Regions from separate parts of the Mus musculus genome. Here all the other regions are linked to region 1. Evidence: chromatin contacts called from public promoter capture Hi-C data. All regions are on one chromosome and are shown on one strand. The core of a region is the stretch at or near the end of the contact, and the rest is flanking DNA. Distances in the headings are between cores, read along the strand shown. Region 1 holds the start of Chek1 (checkpoint kinase 1). Region 2 holds the start of Tbrg1 (transforming growth factor beta regulated gene 1). Region 3 holds the start of Spa17 (sperm autoantigenic protein 17). Region 4 holds the start of Nrgn (neurogranin). Region 5 holds the start of Msantd2 (Myb/SANT-like DNA-binding domain containing 2). Region 6 holds the start of Ccdc15 (coiled-coil domain containing 15).

What was found. Promoter capture Hi-C pulls out the DNA fragments that hold promoters and counts their contacts. Capture Hi-C pulls out chosen DNA fragments and counts their contacts.
Region 2: a contact with region 1 is called in a promoter capture Hi-C map of adipose tissue, with 3 times the contacts expected there. The contact joins the promoter of Tbrg1 here to the promoter of Chek1 in region 1. A contact is called at or near these places in 3 of 39 promoter capture datasets (cranial neural crest, frontonasal cranial neural crest and liver), 3 of 484 Hi-C or Micro-C datasets (CD4 T cells, CD8 T cells and group 2 innate lymphoid cells), 3 of 115 datasets of contacts at active chromatin or transcription factors (astrocytes, bone marrow-derived macrophages and memory CD8 T cells) and 3 of 9 other capture datasets (adipose tissue, liver and pancreatic islet).
Region 3: a promoter capture Hi-C map of liver shows a contact between it and region 1, with 5 times the contacts expected there. The contact joins the promoter of Spa17 here to the promoter of Chek1 in region 1. A contact is called at or near these places in 1 of 484 Hi-C or Micro-C datasets (CD4 T cells), 1 of 115 datasets of contacts at active chromatin or transcription factors (memory CD8 T cells) and 2 of 9 other capture datasets (adipose tissue and liver).
Region 4: a promoter capture Hi-C map of liver shows a contact between it and region 1, with 2.6 times the contacts expected there. The contact joins the promoter of Nrgn here to the promoter of Chek1 in region 1. A contact is called at or near these places in 2 of 39 promoter capture datasets (cranial neural crest and liver).
Region 5: a promoter capture Hi-C map of pre-B cells shows a contact between it and region 1. The contact joins the promoter of Msantd2 here to the promoter of Chek1 in region 1. A contact is called at or near these places in 4 of 39 promoter capture datasets (cranial neural crest, liver, neutrophils and 1 more), 1 of 484 Hi-C or Micro-C datasets (CD4 T cells) and 3 of 115 datasets of contacts at active chromatin or transcription factors (the 230-238 cell line, astrocytes and pancreatic cancer cells).
Region 6: a contact with region 1 is called in a promoter capture Hi-C map of pre-B cells. The contact joins the promoter of Ccdc15 here to the promoter of Chek1 in region 1. A contact is called at or near these places in 12 of 39 promoter capture datasets (the C10 cell line, the HPC-7 cell line, cranial neural crest and 8 more), 6 of 484 Hi-C or Micro-C datasets (CD4 T cells, CD8 T cells, LSK cells and 3 more), 4 of 115 datasets of contacts at active chromatin or transcription factors (the SCID.adh cell line, astrocytes, large pre-B cells and 1 more) and 2 of 9 other capture datasets (adipose tissue and liver).

Annotation. Positions count from the first base shown.
Region 1 is chr9:36,724,296-36,728,504 of GRCm38.p6, forward strand. It overlaps Chek1 (checkpoint kinase 1), which reads right to left and starts at 2,363. Exons shown (of 13, transcript NM_007691.5): 1 at 2,268-2,363; 2 at 1,502-1,583. The coding sequence starts at 1,566.
Region 2 is chr9:37,655,029-37,659,237 of GRCm38.p6, forward strand. It overlaps Tbrg1 (transforming growth factor beta regulated gene 1), which reads right to left and starts at 2,284. Exons shown (of 9, transcript NM_025289.3): 1 at 1,970-2,284; 2 at 1-64. The coding sequence starts at 2,116.
Region 3 is chr9:37,611,602-37,615,810 of GRCm38.p6, forward strand. Spa17 (sperm autoantigenic protein 17) reads right to left here and starts at 2,119. Exons shown (of 5, transcript NM_011449.2): 1 at 1,955-2,119; 2 at 235-417. The coding sequence starts at 388. It overlaps Siae (sialic acid acetylesterase), which reads left to right and starts at 2,220. Exons shown (of 10, transcript NM_011734.4): 1 at 2,220-2,325. The coding sequence starts at 2,259.
Region 4 is chr9:37,550,488-37,554,696 of GRCm38.p6, forward strand. It overlaps Nrgn (neurogranin), which reads right to left and starts at 2,258. Exons shown (of 4, transcript NM_022029.2): 1 at 2,050-2,258. The coding sequence starts at 2,064.
Region 5 is chr9:37,487,274-37,491,482 of GRCm38.p6, forward strand. Msantd2 (Myb/SANT-like DNA-binding domain containing 2) reads left to right here and starts at 2,048. Exons shown (of 4, transcript NM_146222.2): 1 at 2,048-2,560. The coding sequence starts at 2,051.
Region 6 is chr9:37,346,544-37,350,752 of GRCm38.p6, forward strand. It overlaps Ccdc15 (coiled-coil domain containing 15), which reads right to left and starts at 1,814. Exons shown (of 16, transcript NM_001081429.2): 1 at 1,491-1,814; 2 at 1,195-1,380. The coding sequence starts at 1,374.

The sequences.
Region 1 (4,209 bases), core at 1,113-3,612:
AAACTGAGGGGTGGGGATACCTGAGGGGGGGCCTGGAGAGAAGGCTCAGCATGTAAGAGCACTTGCTTCAGACCTCAGCCGTTTCCAGCACCCACATGGTAGCTCACAATCATTTGTAATTTCCAGTTCTGGGGGAATCCCACACTTCTGGCCCTCTGTGGGCAAACACTCATCCATATTTTAAAAATGCATAAATCTTAAGAAAAAAAGCTTCAAAAAGTTAGATGTAACACACCCCAAACTATTCTTCCTTTCTTCATCAAGGAAAATGAAATGGCCTCTGCTATGTTCTCAGACGCATTGAGACAAATGTGAAGCATTGCCATTAATGCTCCAAGAAAGTCTTGGAAACTTGGAAACCTTGTGCTTGCAAGTTATCTAATAACTGACCATGCTTTGAAAGACAATAGCAAGTCTACAATACATCACATATACACATGATCTAGTAATACAACAGCATTACTTTACACTTATTAATCTCATGCATATATGCCTGAGCCAACTACTGAACACATCTTTAAGGTAAGAACCATTAATTCTATCATCAGATGAAGAAACAAAGGCACATAAAGCTTGCTCAAGAACACAAATACAGCCAGGCGTGGTGGCACATGCCTTTAATCCCAGCACTCGGGAGACAGAGGCAGGCGGATTTCTGAGTTCGAGGCCAGCCTGGTCTACAAAGTGAGCTCCAGGACAGCCAGGGCTATACAGAGAAACCCTGTCTCAAAAAACCAAAAAAAAAAAAAAAAGAACACAAATACAACCAGGATCAGCTGAGTGTGGAGATCTGAAATTAGGCAGGATGCCGCCAGGGTCTTTTCATTATCTCATTTAAAATTCTAAGACACATGATTTGTTAGGAAAACAATTCTTTTATAAAAGAAAATTTTATAAAAGTAAAATTAAAAAAAAAAAAGAAAGAAAAGAAATTGGACCGTCAAGCACAGGCTTGTCATACCTACCTGGGAGGCTACAGTGTACAAGTTCAAGGCCAACCTAGGCAATTTAACAAGATTTTGATCTGAACAAAAACAAATGTAAGAAGAAATTTGGTGTTTTACAGGCCTAGAAATGTAGCTCATGGCAGAGCATAAGCCCAGCATGAGTGATGCACTAGGTTCAATGTCTACCATCACAAAAGAGGAGGAACAGGTGTGGATGTGCTTCACTCACTCAGAGCCTTGATGTACAAATGCGAATATCCATGCTCTTTGCCACTTGAAATAAAGGACTTTTTTTAAAGTGTGTACTCAGACAACAGGTGGAAAACTAAAGCAAACAAACAGGTAATATTTAAATTAGGAAGACCATGGTAATGGCCAGGCAGGTTAAGCCTCTTGCTGTCAGGCCTAATGATCCCTCCAAACCTTCAACAGAACCAGCTCCTGCAAGTTGTCTTCTGACCTCCACAGGTGCACGCACCATAGCACGACAGACAGACAGACAGACAGACAGACACACACTGCAATAAAAAATTAAAATGAGGACTCAAACTTACTCTCCATAGGCACCTTCTCCCAAAGTTTGCACCAAATCCCAGTCTTCCACAAAAGGCACTGCCATGACTCCAAGCACAGCGACTGTAAAATGCAGGATCCCAGAAAATACTGGGGATGAGTGTAAACTCTCATCACCTGTAATGCCACTGAGCCATGTCTCCTGCTATGATTCCGCACGACTTTCTTTTCATCTTACATCTGAACCATATTTACCCACGTCATAATACTGAACTTGAACATTTTGTCCTGTTTATCACAAATCCTGTTTCCACGTTTGTCCTCCGTCCGCCTTTATGCAAAACTGAGCACTTGCTTGGCTCCAGGGTTGCAAGACAAGAGCTTTCGGGTGAATGATCCGGAAAGGGAGTTGCGGGCAGGTCAGGGTGCGGGGGTGGGGAGCAGCTGGGTGTAACTACGGTAATTACTGCCAGAGCAGCCCCTCCTCCCACCCGCTCACTTCCAATTCCCACCCCAACGGCACGTGTCCCCAGCACCGGGAGGGAACAGGGCGGGGCCAAGCCGCGGAGAGAAGCGGGAGGCAGGGACCCCTAGAGCCGGGAAAGCATGCGAACCCCGGAGCCTTACAATCGCTCTGGTCCCTTTATGCTGGAGAGCCACGGGCCACCCGCTCCAGCCCGGGCTCCGGGCGGCCCTCCCACCTCTCTGCTAGTCTGGACCACTCCCTCCCCGCGCCCGTCCACACTAAACAAGCCCTCTGGGTCCTTTGCTGGAGTTCTTTCCCACTGTTCAGGACGCCCTTCTCACCAAGCAGTCCTTTGCCAGCTGCCACAGGAATCCAAATGCACAGCTTTTCCCGCCAAAACCTGCTTGCGTCATGCTGTCGCAAAAGCGCACACCTCTGCCGTAAAGCGGGCCGGCGCGCGTTGTCCTATCCCAGGCTCTGCAGAGGAGCGACTTCAGTAGACCGACCGCGCAAGGACCCTTCCTTCTAATACTGGCTGAAATTCTGATGTGGCCGTAGTTAAGACACAAGCTGACCAGATTTGGTATTGACGACTGCTTTGGTGAGAACTGATCTCTGAGTCCGAATGAAATGGAAATGGCACGGGGCGTGTGCCACGCCTTACGTTGCTCCACAGAGGCACCGAAGCCTCCATCCAGACTGCGCCACCAGTTGGGCCAAGAACCCAGGTTCCCTGCCACTCAGAGCCTGCAAAGGCTGCACCGTTAAGTACGTAAACCGACCTGCTCTTGACCTCGGAGCCCCAGGGAGGAAGGCTCAAACTAAGCGACACAGAGTGCTCTGTAAACTCAATTGTGCCCCCCTTAGTATTCGAATTGAGAAGCTAGCAACTGCTGCTGGAATTCTGAAAAAAAAAAAAAAAAAAAACGAAGGAAAGCAAGTGTGGTGGTGCATGCTTGTAGACCTAGAACTTGGGAAGCGTAAGCAAGAAGATCTTGAGTTCAAGGCAATCCGAGTTATACAGGGTTAGTCTTACCAAAAAAAAAAAAAAAAAAACGAAGGGGAAAAAAAACCACATCGCCGCGGATGTGTGAGGGGAAAGTGCAGTGAGAGTCACCAATATTGCCTGAACAGGAGGCTCCAGAACCAGTTAAATCTTTTTTTTTTTTTTGGGGGGGGGGGGACACACGACTATTTGCCTGTACTAGCTTTCTTAAACAAGCACGGTGGCCCACCACACTATAGAGATAAAGCAGGAGATACCCAACCAAGATGCTCGCTTTCAAGAAAAAACAAACAGCAAAGTAGACTTAATGGTGACTCATCTATAACCTCAGTCTAGGGAGGTTGAGCCAGGGAAAGTGATTCAGGTTGGTCAGCCTGAGCCAAGGGTGTGTGAGTGTGTGTGATCTTATCTAAAAAAAAAAAAGGAGGTGGGTTGGGGAGCACAATCAATATTCCTTAACTAGGCTAGACTTATGGCATAATGGTAGAATGCCTGCCAAGCATACAAAAGTCTCATAATAGAGAAATGTCAATTCTAAGAAAAGGGACTTGGATACAAAAAATAAGGAAACAATGAAACCATGTGCTGGCTAGTCAAGTGCATTGCCTCTGAGCTACATCTCCAACTCCATGAAATCTAACCTGGAAATGTTTAAACTTAAACCATGTTATCAGTTTAGGGTTCGTGTAATTAAAAACAAGCTATTAGATTATTTCCATTTCTTTGTGATTTCCTGTGTATATTCTGAAATCTACAAGAGGTTGATTTAGTCTTTTTTTTTTTTTTTTTTTTTTGGTTTTTTGAGACAGGGTTTCTCTGTGTAGCCCTGGCTGTCCTGGAACTCACTCTGTAGACCGGCTGGCCTCGAACTCAGAAATTCACCTGCCTCTGCCTCCCAAGTGCTCTTAAATGGAATCTAGGTTCCTCTAGTCTTAAATGGAATCAATGTCTTATTTCCTGGAAAAGACACAGTATCAGAGTTCTGACTTGGAGAAGAGTGTGTATATGTGTGTGTGTGTGTGTGTGTGTGTGTGTGTGTGTTTATGTGTTTGTGTGTACACCTATACCAACAACAGGGAGGTGAATGTAGGAAGACCAGTTCAGGTTCACATTGGTTATATAGAAAGCTCAAAGATAACCTGGAATAAATTAAATACTGTCTCAAAACACCTAATGTGTCTGAATCGATTAAAAGAAAACTGTTCAGACACAGAGGAGTAACTGAAAGTGAAGAGAGGTGGGGAGTAGGAGGACTCATGATAAAACTCCCTAAAATT
Region 2 (4,209 bases), core at 1,034-3,533, 930 kb after region 1:
CTTCCTTTGCTTTAAGAAATTTTTCCTCAAGACGAGCAATTTCATCACAGATGGAAGCATTTTCCTTTAAGGAAGAAAAAAAAAAAAAGGACTATAATCACATAAAATGAACTTAAAACTTGAGGCTCCTTTCTGGTGACAAGATCTATATCTCAGATTGAAAGAGCCCTCTGTGCTGCAGTGTGTAAGAGAAGTGTGGTTCTACTCTGCGCATGCTGTTAATAAATACAGAGTCTGTACAGCTGGCTCAGCGGGGAAAGGCACCGAATCGGAGCCCCAGAACCCACAGTGGAAGGAGAGGAATGAATGACAGTTACCTGATAACTTCTATGCGTGCTCGGCGGCACACACACAGTAATAAGAATAAAAAGAAAGAAACTTCTTTTAAAAAAAAATCTGCAGGGCCAAGTGTTTGGGTTCTATTACAGGGAGGGTAATTGCATGGACACCTTTGGATGAAGAGGGACATTCTTAATGCTCATGCCAGAACAAGATGGTACACCAGGGCTTGCACTCTTTGGGCAAATCAATGGGTGTGGCCACTCCAATTAGTGTGGCCTTTGGCAGAGAAAGGATATAGGACTTGGACTTAATTTAGACCCCCTACAAAATTCTTTTTTGTTCTCCACTACAGAATTCTAAAGACTCTCTATGCTTACAGCTTTGACCTTGCAAAGACAATCTGACCCACTGTATCTTACAGAACAATTACAGGGAGAGAGAGAGAGAGAGAGAGAGAGAGAGAGAGAGAGAGAGAGAGAGAGGGAGGGAGGGAGGGAGGGGGAGGGGAGGGGAGGGGAGGAGGGGAGGGGAGAGAAGAGAAAAGGATGAAAAGTTTTGCATGTAAAATTCTTAATTAATCATCTATTTGCATATACCCAAGTACCATCATTCTTTACTGATGGCTCAGTCTGTCTTGAAACCAGTTTTGAAGGAAATGCCTATTTGGGTGTTTCACAGGTGGAGCCTCAAATTGGTGTTCAAGGCATCAGTTGGTTTAAGTACACGGAGACCCTTTGGTTTCATAAGATCTTTGTATACTTAACGAAACCAACACTATCTTTAAATGTCGACTTGTAAGCATTAGGCAGGCTCTGACATCATGTGACAAGAGAGAACAGTGAGTATAAGGTGTTGACTTCCTGATTTACTCATATTTCCCTCGACACATATACAAGCGTTAAATGTTTTAGCAACAACAAATTGAAAGTCAAAACTTTTCCCGATACGTCTACAAAGACCTTGTAGAAAGAAGTGTTAAACTGCAGGTTCAGATGTGAGGGTATATGGACCGTATACCTATTACCAAGCAAGCACTGAGGTGACTGGCTAAGCTAGAATAGTCTATTTATTAGACTGTTATCAGATTTATTAGACCCTAATACTTCTTGGCTGGTAAAGAAGTTTACTCATCAAATCCTAAATCCCTACAATTAAAGCAGGAAGTGTCTATACACCTCAGCAGGAGGAGGTAGCCTGTTTCCTGATGTTGAGTTCCACTTTCAGTTTCGGATGGAGGGAAGGCAGAAACACCTAGAAGCCTCGTCAAAGGGAGCTACAACCAGGACAATTTTGAAAGATTTAGGTGCCTGTTTACGAAAGCGGCAGCCATGGCGTTAGGGTTGGGTGTACTTAGGAAACAGGCTGTGTAGAGTAAATAATAAACTGGAATCAGGGTATCCAAGTTGGAGTTAGGGCACGTCATCCCTCTGGGCTTCATTTCAGTGTGCTCGCCTTAAAAGACACTCCTTAGGCTCGAAACGAAAAGTAGCAAGAAGGTAATGACTAAAGTTTGCTGGCGGAGCACTCTTCAGTCCTCATTTATAGAGGAGTTGACAGGACTAGAGGAATAACTTATGCAAGGATATGGAACTAATATTCCCAAGCGAGGCAACTAACACTGGACGGATATTCTTTCTCTGAGAGAGTTGAGGTGGGGAAGACAGTCCCCACCCAAACCCAGACTCACAAACACCGTGGCCTTAGCTGCTCTGCGCAGCCGCAGGTACTTCAGCCGGTACTTCTCGTTCTGGCTCTTCCTCGGGAGCCTTTTCATCCTGGCCTTGCTGGACAGCGGGGTGCGCGGCTCGGAGGCCAGGCCGCTCAACACGCTCATGATCAGACCGGGTTCTGGAGCTCCGGGGCGCGGAGGGGATGGAGCGCAGGCAGAAACAGATGGCGATCCTCGGCACTTCCCAGTCGATTTCCCAAGGAAGACCCGCCGGAAGTTGCGCAAAAGCACCGCCACGTGTAACTTCCGGGTTTGGAAGTTGCGGTGGTTCGGACCTAGCGGTGGGCTGGGAGGACGGGTGTGGCTCAGGGTTGCAAGGAGCTGGAGCTGGAAAGAACCGGTCCTACCCGGCTGATAGCCAGCGAAGTAGGGAAGAGTTTAAAGTCCTGATGCAGACGCTCAGGCAGGTGCCCTCAGGGAATGCACGTCCACATCTGCTTTCCCAGGTTGCTCTGAGCAGCAGGCCTTCCTGGGGTTTTAGCAGACTTAAATACTAATGCGGGGAACTCAGTTTCCCATATGTGCTGATCGCACAAGTGTTTCTTAGGCTGTGAACTTCGGGGATAGTAAAACAAGACCTTGATTGCCCCAAAGCTTGGTATCTAGTTAGCAAACTGTTTTAATAAAATGTTAAGTAGCACAAGGTCGGCTTTCAGTGGTTTTAAAATGAAACCAGGAGCGTTTCAAGTACACATACTTCCTATCGTTTTTTTCTTTCAGTAGTGTCAAACCAATTGACTGAGCCTCTTTTTCACATTTTGTTTTTGTTGTTTGTTTTCTCCCTCTCAAAGTAAGAAATGAGATGGGGTGGATTTCCAAACTAGTGTACTCATATAAAAGATAATTATTGTTAAATTCTCCAAATCTAGACGTTTACGGTTGTACATGGAAGCCAAGAAGTATGTTACATAATTAACGCGCTCACTGAATTACTAGAGAAAAACCTAATACTGATAAAGACAACTTAGAATTCAGTAAGTGATCCAAGTATTTAATCTCTGAAAACTGTAAAAACCATTGCAGTTTTGACAAACTGCAACCCAAGAGAAAAAGCGTGTAGATACTCTTCTATGACTGCCCATGTAACAAGCTGCTTTTTTTGAACTTGGTTGGGTCTTAATAATGCAACTCCAGGGTACCATTTGCCTTCACAAATACCTAAGGTGCTCCTGTGGATTTAGTTGGTTTTAAAAGCCATCAGAATTGTGACAACTTATAAAATACACTGCTTTGAAAATATATACTGGAATTCTAGCTTGGAATCTGAAAGCACTCATAGTAATCGAAATTGACTTTATTCTTAATAAAGCGTTAGTTTTAACTGCCTGATTTGCTGTTTAGCTGCATTTTGTTCTCATAGACTTTGACATCTATCTGACTTTTTGTATTATTCATCTTCTTCGTGTGTTGTGTCTATGAGGAGGAAAGTCCCAGCCTCTGCTTTAGTTGAAAGCTCTTTTGGCCAGTAGACTTCAGTGGAATAGTCCCAAACATGTTTATTATTATTTTTTTTTTTCACTTGAGACTTTTTCTTTTACAATTAAGGCAATTTTCTTGCAAATTTGACAAAAAAGAAGGTATTGTTTATTTGTTGGCTTTGATAGACTGGGTTCTTAACAGTGCCAAACTCTCTGTGTAGGGAAAGATGACCCTGAACTCCTGACCCTCCTGTTTCTATCTCCCAAATTCTGGGACTATAGCCATAGACAACCATGTCCAGCTTGGGGAATTTTTTTTAAAATCCATGGGCTGTGATCTAACTCAGTGGCAAAGCACTTATATTATAGGTGAAGAGCTCTGGGTTTGATTTCTAGCATTCCAAAATGAGTGGTGGATGAATGGATGGATGGATGAATGAATGAATGAATGAGTAACAGAGGCCCCAAGTTCAGTTTCAAGAAACCACATCCTGTAGCGCACAGCTATTTGTAATTCCAGCTTTAGGGGATCTGACATGGGCACTTGCACTCACATGTGTACACACCTGTCATCCATGTAGACACATAACAAAGGTTTGAAAAAAATAACAACAACAACAACAACAACAACACAATAATAACTCCCCCTATCCCAAACCACCAAGACACCCATAATACTGCCTCTTTGGATGAACTACTATTAATATTTTAGTATATGTTTTGATTTTTCACAGAAGTTAGACAATACTGAATACAATGTTTCTTTTTGCTATCATCTTT
Region 3 (4,209 bases), core at 869-3,368, 890 kb after region 1:
TAATGTTCTTTTTTTCTTTTTTGTATGTGTGTATGTTTTCATGCTCCCGTGTGTGTGTGTGTGTGTGTGTGTGTATGTGTGTGTGTGTGTGTGTGTGTGTAGTGCTAGATATGTGTTTGCACGTACATGGTGGTCACAGGCTGAAGACATGTATATTCCTCAATCTTAAGTTTTACCATAATGAAATGCTTAGTTTATTTTAAAATTCCTATTTTTTTTTTTAAAAGAGCTTACTCTCTCTTTTCTCTAGAAGGTTCTCAAAATACGCTGCGGCAAAAGCTGGTATATTGTCCGGTTGCTCCCTCAGAATCTCCCGTGTCAGCCCTTCAAGAAGATTTCCAAATCCTTGTGGAATTCGGTAGTGGGTGTTGGAGAAAGGAATCGACATCTCCTCGGAAAGAATTGCCTATATGGTACCTAAAGATTCAGTAAAAAGTGCCTAATTTAAATTATATAATCACAAGTTTCACAAACCAACTCACTATCACGACTCAAATCATTTCTCAAACACACATACCATATTTTGGACTTTAAAAAGAAAAAAGTCACACAATCTAGGTCCTGGTGCTCTCTCTATCTCAGTAGATCTGAATCAAATCCACGCACATCCTATTGTGGCCGAAGTGAACTGACTCTCACAAAATGTTCTCTGACTTCCATAGGCTGACGACATCATGGAGGCCGTGCCCATACACATGCACATACTAAATAAATGAACACCAAATTCACCCCACCACGTCTATCCTTTTCTCCTAGAGTTTTGAATTCTACCACTGAACTATTTTGTTTGTTTTCTGAGACAGAGTCTCTCAACATAGCTCTGGCTGTTCTGTAACTATGTAGACCAGGCTGCCCTCTAACTCAGAGATCTACCTGCCTCTGTCTCCCAAGTGCGGCGATTAGAGCCAGCCTGGTGGATAAACACTATGCTTTGTGAATTATAGTATCATAAATCCAGATCCATTAAATTAGACAAATACATATTTTCAAAGTTAGAGAACCACAGTTTTCACTAGATTAAGTACTTTGTTTTTCTGTCCTTAAGAGGTGAGGGTAGATGTTGCAAGCCCACAGTATTGAAGAGACAATGATTGCTGAGAAGCTGGTATAAACAATCCCCTTTACATTGCTGAGAAGAAACTATTTCAAGTGCAGTACTTGGGAGGCAAGGGTAGGTGGGTCTTTGTGAGTTCAAGGTCAGCCTTGTCTACAGGGTGAGTTTCCGGACAGCCAGGGGCTAAACAGAGAAACCCTGCCTCAAAAACCCAAAAATCAAACAAATAGCAAGCAAGCAAACAAAAATCTAGTCGTTCTAGAAATTATTATAATTTGTTGAATAGTTTCACTTGTTTTTCAGCCCCAACTTTTGAAGCATGTTCTCAAGTGCCTCTGCTTTCTGATGAGGGATTGTGAAAGGGGAGGTCGTGTATTTGGGAGTCAGCTTTTGATGTTTGGGGAATCTTATTTTCTGGTTTTCTCAGGCCTTCTTTTATCTTATTATTCGAGGACTGGCTTAAAGGTGGCTGACATAGGATTTGATTATTGAGAAAAGAGAGCTTCGGGTCTGGGCGTGTGCTCCCTCTGCCTCCCCCAAGAAGCACAAAGGCGGCGCTGGTTGGGGTCGAGGCTGGAGGACTAGAGGTTTAACAAGGCCTAACCTGTGGAGTCTCTTCCCTTTCTCTCTTTTGGCCACAAACAGCAGATTAGATATCGAATCTTGAGAGCTGTGTAAAGCCCTGAACCGGGCGGGGGAGGACAGGCTGTCGAGGGGAAGCAGGTCAAACCGTGGGCGGGACGCCAAAGACCTAGCGTTCCAGATTCTCCGAGAAAGGGCTTGCCAGGCTCTCTGTCTGGTCCAGGAGTTGCGGGAGTATTGGAGATGCGGAGAGACTACGGCACGAAGGAAAATGGCGAAGCCTCCACATTGGAGAGGGAGTGGGGGAAACTGCCTCACCTCTTCTTTCTCTTCAAGCTGGTGCGGATGGTTCCAGTGTTTTATCTCGTTGCTGGGTAACCGTTTTTTTTTTTCTTTTTTCTTTTTTCTTTTTTTTTTAACTACGGAGGCCGGGAGGGGAGCGCCCTGCGCCGCGCCGCGCCGCGCCGCTGATGGTTTCGCGTACTGAAGGCTTGAGGGTGGGGCCCGATAGGTAGACCCTCCCAGGCCCCGCCCACTACGCAAGACCACGCCTCTGCCCTGTCCCCGCCCCCGCATAGGGGCTCTTCCTGAATTCGGCGGGTTAATCAGGATCTTCACAAACATGGTTTCCCCGGGGCCTGTGTTTGGGATAGTGCTGCTCATAATCGCGCGAGTCAGCAGAAGTGCAGGTGAGGTGTCACAGCTGTGCCGGACCCTTGCCTTTCAGATCTTCTGCAGGATCATGGCATGCGTCCCCTTTAAAGGTCTGGTTTGAGTCAGAACTGGACTTTTCGCACCTAGTTCTGGCTCAAGGTACTGTTGGGCCCATCTACTGCCTTTTTCATGCAGGGTACCTCATTTGCAGCATAGGAGGCAGGGAGAGACTTCGGTTTACCCATTGGAATAGGCTCCAGAGTCCCCAGACCGAAGCCTTGAGGAGAGCTCAAAGAGAAGGGGGCGAAGCTTAGTTAGATAATATTTGGAAACAGGTGTCTGAGTCATCCAAAATACTTCAACACCTGCCCCCTCAGTAGTGCCCTTGGGGAGGGCTTCTGTCGGGATGGGTGCCTTGAGGGAATTAAATTTTACTAGTTTCTAAGTGGTTATTAGGGCTAAGAAATACAACCCCCTCACTAGCTCAGAATAATTTAAGGTTCAGCTCTGAATTTTGATACAGCCTAAGAGATACTAGTGGAGGGGTAAGACTCATCACACTGGAGAGGGAGCTATTTCACACTGGCCATTGTGCAGGTCAGAGCTTGTCATCTGACTAACCTGAGCTGGACATTGCCCTCTGCATGGAGATATCAAAAGATAGGAATCTATTCACTTAAAGTAAAAGGTTACTGCTGGAGCCACCCACCCTTCTTTTCTTTGTATCACTGAAAGAGTGGACCTCATCCATAGACTGTCAATAAATGAAATTTGGGGGGGGGGATGAGAATATAGCTCAGTGATAAAGCTCTTGGCTGGAGTGCTAGGAATTTGTGGTCCCATTACCATTATCCTCACAGCAAAAATGAAATTGCAATTCCTTTGGAATTAGATGACGTTGATTCTCATTCTGTCATAAACTACCTTCTGAGGCCTGTCAAGGACATTACTGTCTTCTTTCTTAAGAACTCTGCTACACGAGTAAGCTCCTAGTAGATTGTAAGATCCTTGGCAGCAAGAATTTTTATCTACTATTGGAATTATTTTTCCTTCCAGGGTTGCAGTCTCAATGTGTAAAGTACTAGGTATCATTAAAGAGATATTCATTGAATTCATAGCTGTTCTAATTATTCTTTAAAATTGCTTAATCTATTTGTGCTCTAGTCCCTTGATGGGTAATGTGGTTAGGTTATATCTCTTCATCGGTAGTAACACAATTAACACGTTTATTATAAAGATAATTTCCACCTCTAAATTTTTTTTTTCTCACCATAAATCCATTCACAAAGAGCTTCTATAACTGAATGTTGGCAAACACAGAAGGGCTTGGGAAGGCATTCCCCATCCTATGGACTGCAACATTGTTGCCCATGTAAGGAATATTTTCTTCACTCTGTTCTTCCAACTCAAGTCTTCTCTTTGCTTAGCTCTTATTTATGCGTTTACTTTTCAGCTTTTGTTCTGTATCTACCCAAGACAGGGCCCTCCCACACATATGCCTCCCGGTTTCCCCAGCAGGCTGCCATCCTGCTTATGCAATTCTGGGATGTTGTGGTTCCAGAGTATTTTGCTCATGGTACATGCTTCTTGAGGTTGTTAAGCTTTCCGGATAATCCTTGATTGCCATGTAGGCTTCCTGATCGAACTAGCTCCGGAGTGAGAAAGAAAACTGAGGATTTTTAGGGTTAGCCTGTAACTTAAAAAGCAGTATTAATAGGCCACCAAGCTTGTGAGGGGACCCCCATTAGCTCGACTGCCCTGTTAAGTATAGCCTAAGGGGCCTGCCATCTTTTGTAGCTTTCAGCAAGGAAAATGTCAGCTTTGTTAATTCTAATTCTCTTCCCTGTCTATCACTTTTATTAAAAACAAAAAACCAAAAACCAACCAAACCAAAACAAACCAAAAAGCCCTTAATTTTG
Region 4 (4,209 bases), core at 1,008-3,507, 830 kb after region 1:
GACATAAAAAAACAGAGACTGTGTCAGGGCCCAGTGCAGGAGGTGCCCCTGGACCCTGGACATTCAATACCTCTGGCAGTCCCTCTTCCTCTAGGGGACACTGATTTCAAACACATTAACCACACCCTCAGCCATTATCTATCAGTATTAGTTATCTGTGGTGTAGCTATCTACTTGCCATGCACCAATGGCTTCCTGGGTATTTTTATAAGCACTAACCAGGAGAGACAAGGTTGGAGGCCTGAGCCCCACATCTCACCCTCTTCATCCTTCTCAGGCTTCCTAGAGTCTTCACCCATTCATGTCTTCCCTGCTGGCACATCTCCCGATTCCTTTCCCCATCCTTCTTGGCTTCTCAGCCTTTTCTTTCTTGCCTAGCAGTTACCCTCCTCCCCTGTTGACTCATATCTCATAATCTGCCATCTATCTATTTATTTTTTATTTTTTTACTTAATGGAACATTGCTGGGGATGAGGGGCTCTTCCTCAATTGAGACTGAAGACCCACACCTTTCCTTTCCCAGCCAAAAAGTGATTCTTGGGCTCAGTGTGTAGCTCAGAAGCAGAGTACATATTTAGCAGGCATAAAGTCCAGAAGTCAATCCCCAGCACCAAAAATAAGTAAGTAAATAAGCAAATAAGCAAACAAACTGTTCCCTGGAGAATAGCAAACCGCTTCCTTGGAAGAAGCCCTGGATAGTGTTCTTCAAAGGGCGGAACTGTATGTGATTGGCATGCTTGTATATGTATATGTATATGTATATGTATATGTATATGTATATGTATATGTATATGTATATGTATATATTTTTTCTGATCTATACATTTACTGCTATGAGCATTTACAGTAATGAAAATCAGTATGCTTCAAAGAGGGATTGGAGGGCAATCTTTTGAGAGGACAGGGCTCCACACTTGTCAAAGGTGCCTACTTGGGGAAAAAAAATCACATTTCTAAGCCCCATTTGTACAACTGTAAAAGACCTACCTACCTGGGGTGATCAGGCACTCTGGCAGCTGTTATTTATTTAACAAGAGTTAAAATGTCAGCAATGGCTTGCCCCTAAGTTCTCACTGCGTCTTGGACACTGGGCATTGGGAAGTGTCACCTCTCAAAGATATGGGCTATTCCTCCCTTCCAAACTTATTTATTTTGCACATTGTGGGAGAAAGGTGGGGTTCCTGCTGTCGTTAAGTAACCTCTGGAGTCTTTAGCCAGAGTGACAGAAAGAAAACACTAGGAATTTGGAGTCGTCTCTTTCCTTAGATCGGAGGCTAAGAATAAGCAAACACGTTTTATATAGGTATGGGTCACTCAACTCCTTTAGCCAGCTAGGAGCCAGGACCAGTGCTGGATGCCTTCATACAAGAGCCCTTAACAAGATCTGCTTTGGCGTTAGGCACTTGCAGCATCCAGTTTCCGTGTAGGCGCTGATAGACACTTCCTCCCCTTGCCCACAGGGCCCTCTCACGGTCACTCACCCAGCACCTTCCAAAGGAGAAGGTTTTGGGGGCTGAACCAGCTCCACCCCAGAACCACACTGACTAGGTTCTTTCCTGCCCATCACCACCAAGACCAGGGTGGATTCTCCCCGACTTCGCCACATAAGGGCTTAGACGATCATCTGAGGGTCGTGAAGATCTTGCCACAGTCCGCGACAGCAGCAGTGGGATAGGAAATCGTTTGGGGGCCAAAAAATACCAAGGGAAAGGACTAGCACACCAGCAACTTTCCTGTGTCTCCGTGGGGGAAGTTCCACCTCTCGTCTAAGCAGCAGCTTTCCTGCATGAAAGCTCTGCTCAGATCCAGATACAACCTAGATTGTCTGGCCCATGGGCGCTCAGACGCCCCCGCGAGCTGGGGAGCATTTTCCCCAGGGCTTGGCTCAGATCAGGCAGGCGCCTTCCATCATCCAATACAATATTTCAGCACCATTCTTTCCCACATTGTTCCTAGGTCTTCCGCACCCACTTCCATCCCTCACTCACCCCCCAGGGGTTCTCGTGTGCCCCTTGCCCCAGAACACGCTGAGTTCAAGTATGGACTTACCGTGCAGCAGTCCATTGCCGGTGTTGAGGGTCCTTGGCTGGGGTGGAGCCTGGCGCAGAGCGGGGGTGGGTTTGTACGATGCTGGGTGGCAGCTCAGGGGCTGTCGGGCACTCCCCGACCAGCGCAGAATCCTTGCAGAACCAGCCTCTCTCCTCTTGGGTCCGGTCTCCCGCGCTCCGCAACTCTTGCGAATGTAACCTGAGCCCTGCGGCCTCGAAGCCAATCAGAAGACACTTTCTGCAGGGTGGGCGGGGAGAACTGGAGCGAGGACCACTCCTTCTCTCGACTCTCTCCGCCTCGCTCGCTTTGGTGCTCCAACCTCTCCACCTACACACTTCCATCCATTCCTCCTACACACCCCATCTCCCAAATTCACCCCCCCCCCCGCTTTCTAAGTCGCAGACTGCCAGGCAGATGTACGTCGGAGTAAGCACAAGGCCTCCAACATCCAGGGCACAAATACACATCTGGGTGCAGCACGCCCTACCGCCCATAGATAGAAAACCACGAACCTCACCCACCTCCCTGTTCTAGAGTCCCAAACATTACTCCCTCTATTTCCCCTCTCTGCAGAGATGCCCTCCTCACTCTAGTTACAGAGAAACCTGATGGTAGACAGCCTACATGATGGGCACATAGTGACATAGACGCTCCAAGCCTCATGCATCCATACATACTCCCAGGCGGGGTGGTGTGGTGTATCTTCCCACATACAGACACTGCAGACACAATAGGCAAAAACAACTCCACAGGGCCGTGTCCACACACCCTGTGAAGCACAGGTAAACGGTAGACCTCCTGTTAGTTAGCACATAGACAAAAATACCTGCATTCTCACTGCTGGCAATGTCTGCACTAAGTGTTTTCTTTTTAAAATTTTTAGCAAGAACACTGTATTGTCACACGTTGATTCTACGTATTAATTGATTCCATTGTGACCTACTTGTGCCCTTTAAACCATGTTCACCTGGTTACCCTCTTTTGCCCCTTCCCACTCCTGATAACCCCTACTCTTTCCACAAGTATCCCTTTTATTGCCATGTCTTTTTTTTTGGAATGGGGGGGTGTCGAGAAGGAACCCATTGAATTTTGTTAGTGTTGTTTATAGGAGCACGGGCAAGGGCTTCTTTACAGCATTGTAGGCACTGTACTAGTGACTGCACCCCTAAAGTAAATGTCTCTCCCTACCTCACCAACTATTAATTGTGTATAAATCTTCAGGGTGGGGTGGTACCTCATAAGCCCCTCCTCTTTCCATGATAGAGTGTTAATGGGCCCACTCTTGTGGAGATCTTGTGCAGGTGATCCAGCTGTTGTTAACTCAATAGCCAAGTCATGACTGGAAATCATCATTCCATACCTCACCCCCCTTCTTCTGGTTCTTAAATTCTTCCTACCCCTTCTTCCATGATGTTTCCTGAGCCTTGGAAGTATTGGTATATATGTGTCCTCTCTATGACTTGGCATCCAATAGCCTCTAATTCTCAGTATTTTGACTAGTTCTAAGTGTCTTCCATCATCACCGACCAAGTATCTATTTTGTATCTCTCCATGACCTGTGATCTATCTGTCTACTTATCCATCTATCTATCCTTCCATCCATCTGCACCAAATAAAATCACGTACACCCAGCACCCACTTTGAATGTATTTATATCCTGGTACAGACTTAGCACACCCACCCATCCCACTCCTCACACTAGACTTCCTAACCTTTTGATTCACCGCTTCAAAATAAGACAAAAGTTAGCCACCCTCACACTTGCTCTTTGGAAGAAAAAGGATGCTGTCAAACCAAGCAGTGTTGCGGTTATCACTGGTTTTGGCCCTTTGGGCCCATGCTGGGGCAGGATGTGGTTTAGAGAGAGGCTGGAAAGCAGAGATATGGAAAGGAACATCTGGGGTATGTAGCTTGACCTTTTTGTGGTCTCTAAACCTCCTAGCCTGTCAGGGTAGTATAGCTGACTGTGTCACATGATACCTCCTAGCCTGTCAGGGTAGTATAGCTGACTGTATCACATGATACCTCCTAGCCTGTCAGGGTAGTATAGCTGACTGTATCACATGATACCCAGGTGGTTGGGATCCCTTTGAGAAAACTCAAGTCCTCCTCAGCTAAGTTCTCCAAGGAGGGACAGGGAAAAAAATTACTGCTTAGAGT
Region 5 (4,209 bases), core at 798-3,297, 760 kb after region 1:
CCTGGAACTCATGTAAGACTAGGGTGGTCACAGAACTCTATCTGCTTCTGCCTCCTGAGTGCTGGGGTTAAAGCATGCTATGATGGCATTTTACTATGACAGATGAAGATAGTTATGCCTGATTTTATTACTTAAAGCATAATCCTTTGGCTTTTCAACAATGACCACCATTATTCTATAACTGGCTGACTTCAGCTTTTTCTTTTCCTTGCAAAACCATAACATATATTTGTTAGTTAGAAAAACACTGAGTGACCGAGAGAGACTGCATAATTTATTCATAATATCATTGGTCAGCTGCCTCAGTTACAGTCTGCTTTAAAAACAAAAAACAGAGGCAGGCGGATTTCTGAGTTCTAGGCCAGCCTGGTCTACAAAGTGAGTGCCAGGACAGCCAGGGCTATAACAGAGAAACCCTGTCTCGAAAAAACAAAAAACAAACAAAACAAAACAAACCAAAACCAACCAACAAACAAACAAACACCCCCCCCCCCTTTTTTTTAAATTATCTTGCGTGGGGCCTGGAGAGATTACTCATTAGTTACTCTTACAAGGGACTCAGAACCTGCAGATGGCTTGCAAGTCTTGTAATTCCAGTTCTAAGGGATCTGATGCCTTTTGCTGACCGTTACCAACATCAGGCCCCTTCACACATACACACATAGGCAAACGTTTATACACATAAAACTAAACGAACACATTTTAAAATGAAGTTTAATTTTGTGTGTAAGTGTGGGGATATGGGTGGCATGTCCCATGTATGACGGTCAAAGAACAAGTCATGAGAGCAGGTTGTCTTCAGTCATTGGGCGGGCTTGGCAGCAAATACCTGTACTGGTTGAGGCATCTTTCTGCCACTACTGAGGTTTTAAAGTTAATGATCTGAGATAAACAGGATTTCCAGCTTTAAAGAATATGGAAATTGACTAGGTGGTGGTGGCAGCTCAGGCCTTTAATCCCAACATTCCAGAGGCAGAGGCGGCAGGCGGAGTTTGAGGCCAGCCTGGTCTATAGACTTAGTTCCAGGACAGCCAGGATAACACAGAAAAACCTTGTGTCAAAAACCAAAATAATACCACACAAACAAGGTTATATCTTATAGCTATATGATACTTCAATGTTCAAGACTTTACGGAAATATTCAGGAGTGAGTGATGAGTGCTAATTTACTACTAGGTCACAGGAACAGTTTCATTTCCTTGAACTTGACTGGGAAATTTTAAACCAGTCCCAAATCCCAGTGGACTGAGGTACCGGAGTAGCTATTCTGCTGGGCTCTGGAGCTCTTTCATGTCCCCATTATAGATACTGTATAAAAGCAAGAAAGACATTTACTTTATCATTGGCTACACAGTTACTCAGAGGAACAAGAAAACAAACGAAACGAAGCTTGTGGGTGTGGCTCAGTGACAGGGTGTTTGCCTAGCAGAACACGTGAGTGCAATCAGAGTTGCTATAGAGGCTGAGTTTCTTGAAAAGCTAAAGCGTGCAAACTCTAACTCATATCTGTTCTCGAAAGTCTTGTCCAGAACCACTGCAAGCAGCCTTCCCGCTTTGCCTTCCTCCACATACCCTTTGTAGGGTTTCCTAGTCTCCAGTCTGGACCTCGGTTCCCGTACCTAAAGGCGGGCTTAGAGGGAGGATAGGCTCAGGGGCGGAGACAGGAAAACAGAAATAGCCAATTCGTCCTTAATTCGAGGCCCTCGCGGGCCTCACCCCTGTTGTGAGGGTTGAGATTGGAAAGGAAGTGGGGAGGCTCCAACCAGTCCTTCACTCCCGCGCCCTCATGCCCCCACCCTTCTCTGCTCGGAGCTTGGGTGCGCCGGGTCCCAGCTTCTCCTCCCGGGAGAGGAGCGGCCGGCACCAGCTGGCTGGAGGGGAAAGGCGAAGATTTGCGGGCTGCTTGGGCCAGCCAGACACATCCTCCGGGCCCTCTGACCGCGGCGAGCCACTCAGCCCCGAGCCAGGCCCCAGGGCAGCCCCGGAGACCCCGGTGGCCGGATGCAGGGGTGCGTCACTTCCGGGCGGTGCAGCGGCGGCGGCTTGGAAGATGGCTGCGCCCTGTGGCTCGGAGCTGCCCGCCAACTCGCCGCTCAAAATTCCGAAGATGGAGGTGCTTTCCCCGGCGTCTCCCGGCGACCTGAGCGACGGGAACCCATCGCTGTCCGACCCTTCCACGCCTCGGGGAGCCTCCCCTCTCGGGCCCGGCAGCGCGGCGGGCTCGGGGGCCGCGGCGTCCGGGGGTCTCGGGCTGGGGCTGGGGGGCCGCGGCGCTGCCTCGTCCTCGGTCTCCTTCTCGCCCGGCGGCGGCAGTGGCGGGGCTGCGGCGGCCGCTGCCGCCGCCTGCCGGGGTATGTCGTGGACGCCGGCAGAGACGAACGCGCTCATCGCTGTATGGGGCAACGAGCGGCTGGTGGAGGCGCGGTACCAGCAGCTGGAGGGAGCCGGCACGGTATTCGGCAGCAAGGCCCCTGGGCCGGCCATGTACGAGCGCGTGTCCCGGGCCCTGGCCGAGCTGGGCTACGAGCGGACCCCGTCCCAGTGCCGGGAGCGCATCAAGGTAACCGGCCGCTCTGCCCGGGGCTGCGAACCAGAGGCAGAGAAGGCGGGGAAACGGGCCTGGGGGCGGGGGCCGGGCCGAGCGCGGGGCTCCCCTCCCGGGCCCCGGGTATCCCTTGTGTCTGCTCCGCCTCTTTCTTCTCTCCCTGGGAAGGGGCGCTTCTTTCCAGATGGCCGCCAGCCCGTAGGTTTCCTGAGTTTGAAGTTGGGCGTGTCTGCCGCCGCCCCTCTTTCTTGCCAATTGAGGATGTTCCTGCGCTCTGAAGTTGGTAGTTTCTCTCATTGTGCGCGGGGCCCGCAACTGTCGCGGGTGCTGTCGCCCGCACTGCTTTGTTCCCAGATAGAGGGGCTCCCAGACTGAAGCTTTCCAGCTGGGATGGAATTGAGGAAGGGTAGCAGAGGGCCGGATGAGCGCCCAGTGTAAGATTTTTTTCCTTTGCTGAAGTTTCAAGAATAGAGCATTGGGACGGCTGGCCTTTTGTGTCAGTCGCTTTGCTTGTCAGTTGAGGTGATACAAGGACTAGCAAGATTTGAGGTGCTTTTGGAGAGCTGGAAAGGCTTAGTGAAAGAAAGGTCGTGTATTGTTATCGTGGAGGTAGAGGACAGTAGAGGACACCTTGAACGTTAGTCTGCTTGAAGGTTCTTTTGGAATTTGGACTGGCGATCTTTTCAGAGTCAGGTTGCCTTGAGAGTCAGGAGGCTTCTAATTCTGAGGAAGCCCTCTCTTGTCACCCAGGTTTTTTCTGCTTTAGTTAGGGTGCCCGGATGCGGACAAGTAAAACCGAGTATGCATCTGGCCATCCTTATGCATCAGCATGTTTAAATGTGGAGGCTTAATGTGGGTTAATTTTACCATCAGCCTGCATATCGGTTTACTGTTTCTAATGCGTTGTCTAGGCCTTCGTATCTGCCTTTGCAGACAAGGAGCTGTACTTTAGTTAAGCTCTTCCCTCTTACTAGTGTCTGCTCAGAGTTTCTCCCAGTTTTCATTGAAAACATTACATTGTGTTTACCTAGTGTTCACTTCTCATAGTGAAGGCTACTTTTTCTGGGGACGAAAAAGAGTCACAACTGAGAATATCACATTAGCAAACAACCATAAAACTCAGTAAGAATAGTTGTTTAAGTAAGGGTAATCACACTGAATGGGGGGTGGGGGGGATTGTGCCATAGTTCATGAGGCCTTGGCTCCACAGATGTTCATTTGGAGACGTTGTTACTTAGAAAATTTGTTCCAGAAACAGCGGTTTCATTGTTAACTGTTAGATTAATTTTACACCCATTAGAAAGCAAAGTTAGATTATTTGATTATGTTCATTTGAGGATTCTTATTGAGCTCCTTTGTTAAACAAGAATGTCATTGAGATAATATGTACTAGATAATATGTTGTTTGGATTTCATTCATTGCTTTATTCAGGGTCGTTCATGTTAAATTTGGGGCAGTTTCTTTGAGCTGCCCTGTGTAGCATCCACCCACAAACTTTTCTGGAGTTCTGAGAGTGTCTTAGGCATTTGTAAATTATGCCTGTTTTCTTGATTTTTATTCATAGGATTTTCAAGGTGTACTATCAAAACCTTGCTGAATGTAAATCTCTCCATAAAATTGTTTCTCAAACAACCAGGGGATATCTAGTTGGAATGCTTCATTG
Region 6 (4,209 bases), core at 564-3,063, 620 kb after region 1:
GAACGTGACTTACTCCCTATGCACAATAAAATTTGAACAAAAAGCTAAGGAACAGTTTGTTGAAATACTAAACAACTGTGGGCTGGAGAGATGGCTTAGTGATTAAGAGCACTGACTGCTCTTCCTGAAGGTCCTGAGTTCAAGTCCCAGCAACCACATAGTGGCTCACAACCATCTGTAATGAGATCTGATGCCCTCTTCTGGGGTGTCTGAAGACAGCCACAGTGTACTTACAAATAATAAGTCTTTAAAAAAAAAAAAAAAGAGGGGGGGAGGGTATGGGGGACTTTTGGGATAGCATTGGAAATGTAATTGAGGAAAATATGTAATAAAAATAAATTAATTAATTAATTAATTAAAAAAAGAAAGAAAAAATACTAAATAAAGCCAAAAAAAACTAGCAAAACCACTCTCATTTGTTAGCAAATACTAACAAATATTTACATCAAATATTTACAATCAAATATCAAATATTTACATGTGTAAATAAATCAAATATTTACATTAAATTAAATTAAATTAAATTAAATCAAAAATTAAATTAAATTAAATCAAATATTTACATGTGTAAACTTTTGAAAGGGCATTTCTTCATCTGAAATGCTTCTACCCTGAGTGTACAGCATTTCTATTCCTTCACAGACAATGACCATAGTTCCTCATTCGTTCAACAACTACATCCTAAGGACCTAGTTTACCCCAAAAACAAAAATAAACAAGAAGTTCCTTGGCCCCGTGGAATTTACAACTTCCTCAGAGTCTATCAGGATTAACCTCTTTCTTTTATTTTCTTATTTTCATTTTGCCTGGATCTGCATTTAAAAACTTATAAACTCTGAGCAACTACTTAACATTTGAAGAGTGACCAACTGTCATTCTTCTTATGTTACAGTGTCGGGAAATTGTACACAGTACCTATGCCATTCACAGCAAACAACCATGTTTGTGAAGTAAACTAGCCTACTTGCTGGTATGTAGTAAGAACTAAGTTAATATTTGATTGTGTCAACCAAAGATGAAGCAAGTTTTGGAAAACACATCATTGTTGTATAATTTTGACGCAAGAATATAACCTGTATCAGAATGGAAACAGCATCCTCCAGCAGTTCATCTTTCTTTAAGTACCAAAAATTTAGAGAAGGCTAATAAAAAGGGCTGGCAGCGATCACAGTAACCGGGTCAACTGACACTCACATGTGCTGGAATTCCCGACCAATTTGGTGAGGCAGGTTCCACCCAAGCCCCAACTGGTATTATGGCCTGGTTCCTCTCAGCCAGCACTGCCAAAACGTCCTTGCTCTTCGTGGGATTTAAAGCCAGGGGCAATTTTGTGGGATTCCGAGGCTTCTTGAGGGGCGCCATACCTCCTGGCATTGACTTCTGGTTAGAAGAAAAGAGAAAGAGGGACAAGGCTTAAGACAAGGGGGAAAGGCGTAAAAATTACTTTCTAGAAGGAACGGAGATGAGAGGACGAAAAAACAAGGATTTACTTGGGAGATGAAAGCCTGCCCAGAGGTGAGCATAGGCGGGCGCTAAGGGCAGGGCTTGAGTCTGAGATGACCGCGGGTGGAAAAGCGCCGGCCCACGGCATGGGGCTGGAGGGGAGTCTAAGGCCCGGGCAGGAGCCGGGGGTCTTAAGAAGCCTGGGCACAGGAGGTGGGGGGCGTCTGAAGCCCGGCCAGGAAAGCGGGGTCCTGTGAGGCTCCAACAGTTGGATAGGAGACCTGTGAAGCCTGGAGCCTGCCGCGATCCGGTCCGTCTCACACACAGACTCAAACTCCGCGGGCTGCTACGCAAAGGACAAACAGCAAACTGCCACCCCGGGGCCCACGCCTGCCCTGCCTCTTCCGCATTTGTCACCCGTCTTGGGCTGGGGAGGCGGGAATCCGAGCGCGGGGATTACGTCACTTCCGCTTCCTGCCCTTTGGTTGGGGAGGACTAGAGCGGGTTGTTGAATCCGGCAGCGAGCTTAGACTCGGCCTCTCTTTGGATACTGGCGCTGTAGTCTTCTCAAATCTCGAAGTGAGAGGTCTGACATGATGAACAGGCGAGTAAGCGTTCACCGCTGAGGAAATCTCGGGAATAGACAGAGCAGTTCTCAACCTAAGGGTCGCTACCTCTGGGGGTCGCATATCAGATATCCTGCAATGAGATATTTTACATTACAGTTCATAGCAGGAGCAAAATTACAGTTATGAAGTCGCACCCAAATTTTATGGTTGTAGGTCACCACAACATAAGGAACTGTATTAAAGAGTCGCAGTATTAGGAAGGTTGAGAACCACTGGGCAAGAACATGTTGCCAGTGGATCCTTGAGAAGCAAACCAAGCCAACAATCAACCAGACTGCGCTTTTATGCAGCCCCTAAGGTTTACAACGCTATTTCGTGATTACCTTTGACATGTTCTTGTGTGTGACCATCACAACTCACTCCAAACAATGCTTGGGATATTTCATTAAACCCAAAAGACATACACTCATTTTACTCAAGGTGTATATTCGTGCTGGGGGTTGAACCAAGGGCCTCTGGCATTCTAGGCAAGTGCAGCAGTGGAAACCCTAGCTGCCTTAATAATTTTGCTTTTAAGTTAGGGTCTCACTAAGTTGCCCATGCTGGACTTGAACTCACTGTGTAGCCCAGGCCTCGAACTTGCAATCCTCCTGCCTTAGCCTTCCCAATGGCTGCCGTTACAGGCACGTGTCACCCTGCTTTACTTCAACATACCTTATTGCAAGCATTTTATATATCAGTATGTTTTCTGGTTACTCCAGATACTCCCAGTGAACAAAGATCCCTTGTTTGGAGAATTTAAAATCCATTGGAGAATTTACACTGACATTGATAGGACATTTCCAGAGAAGACATCACTAGGGCAATTGAAGTTGATCTTTGAGTTTTGTTTGTATTTCATTTTACTCAGTACTGGAAGTTAAGCCCAGGGCTTCATACATGCTGGTCAAGAACTATATACCCTGCCAACTTTTTTTAACTAGTCTACTTTTAAACAGAAACTATATATGATCATAGAACAAGCCTTTATACTCTTCAAGGGAGGGTTTTAGGTATATAGTTGATTGTTTCACAGCTTTTAATGGGATCTCCTAGGTAGTTCAGGTTCCTCCTGCCTCAGCTTCCCAAGGGCTGGAATAACAGTCACAAAACATCATACCCAGGTATAGGATGATTCCAGGTAGGAGCTGGAGAGATGGTTAATTAAGACTGCTTCCTGCTCTTCCAGAGGACTAAAGTTCATATGCCAGCACTCACGTGCTCACACTCTCCTATAACTCCAGCTCCGTGGATCCAGTGTCCTCTTTTTGCCTCCCTAGGCACCTATATACCCCCCACATACAACACACACACACACACTGTCTTCTGGGTAGAGAATGAGCATTAATGTGGGAGCACTGACTGACTGGGAGAAGTGAAGGAGGCTGACTAGAAGAGGATGAAAGGGGTAGAATGGAGATGAGCATGCCAAGTACTCAACATAGAGCATGTTGAGTACTATAATGTGTTGAGATGGAGCACCATCAGAGAACTCTGAGCTAATGAGTACCAATTTTTTTCTTTAAAAAAAATTCCATATGCTGTCTTGAGAATTAGACAAATAAAAATAAGTGGGGAAAGGCTAGTTAAGAGGCTACAACAATTGCCCCACTATGACCTCCCTCCCCCCCAAAAAAAAATCTCATGATTTGAGAAAGAAAAGGCTGAAGTCTGGTGCTAGCCATATAGGAAACTTATTTCCTGGAAATCAGAAATAGATGTCCCAGAATGCCAATAACTTATCAGACCACCTTGCAGGAGATAGGAGCTGAAACAATTATGGGTCAGTAACCATACCTTAGCCAGGATTCTTTAATTATGCCTTCTGTTTAAACTTTATCCTCATGTTTGGACCCCTGGAAGTTGGACCTCTTTGTCCCTCTTCCCATTGTGACCATAGTGAGTAAATCATTTCTGCTTTTCATTCATGTGACTTTTAATTGGCTAATCAAGCACATGTGGCCAAAGCCAACTTGTTAGGGTAGTCTAGGCATAGTCTCTGACCCCCTAACTCTGGAAATAAGAAAATGGGTCTTCCAGGGTATCTGGCACCCTCTTCTCATTTCTGTGAGCACCAGACACAAACATAGTGAACAAAACATAGTGAAAAGCATGCAGGCAAAGCGACCATTTGTAGTCAATGAACTGAAAGGTGAGA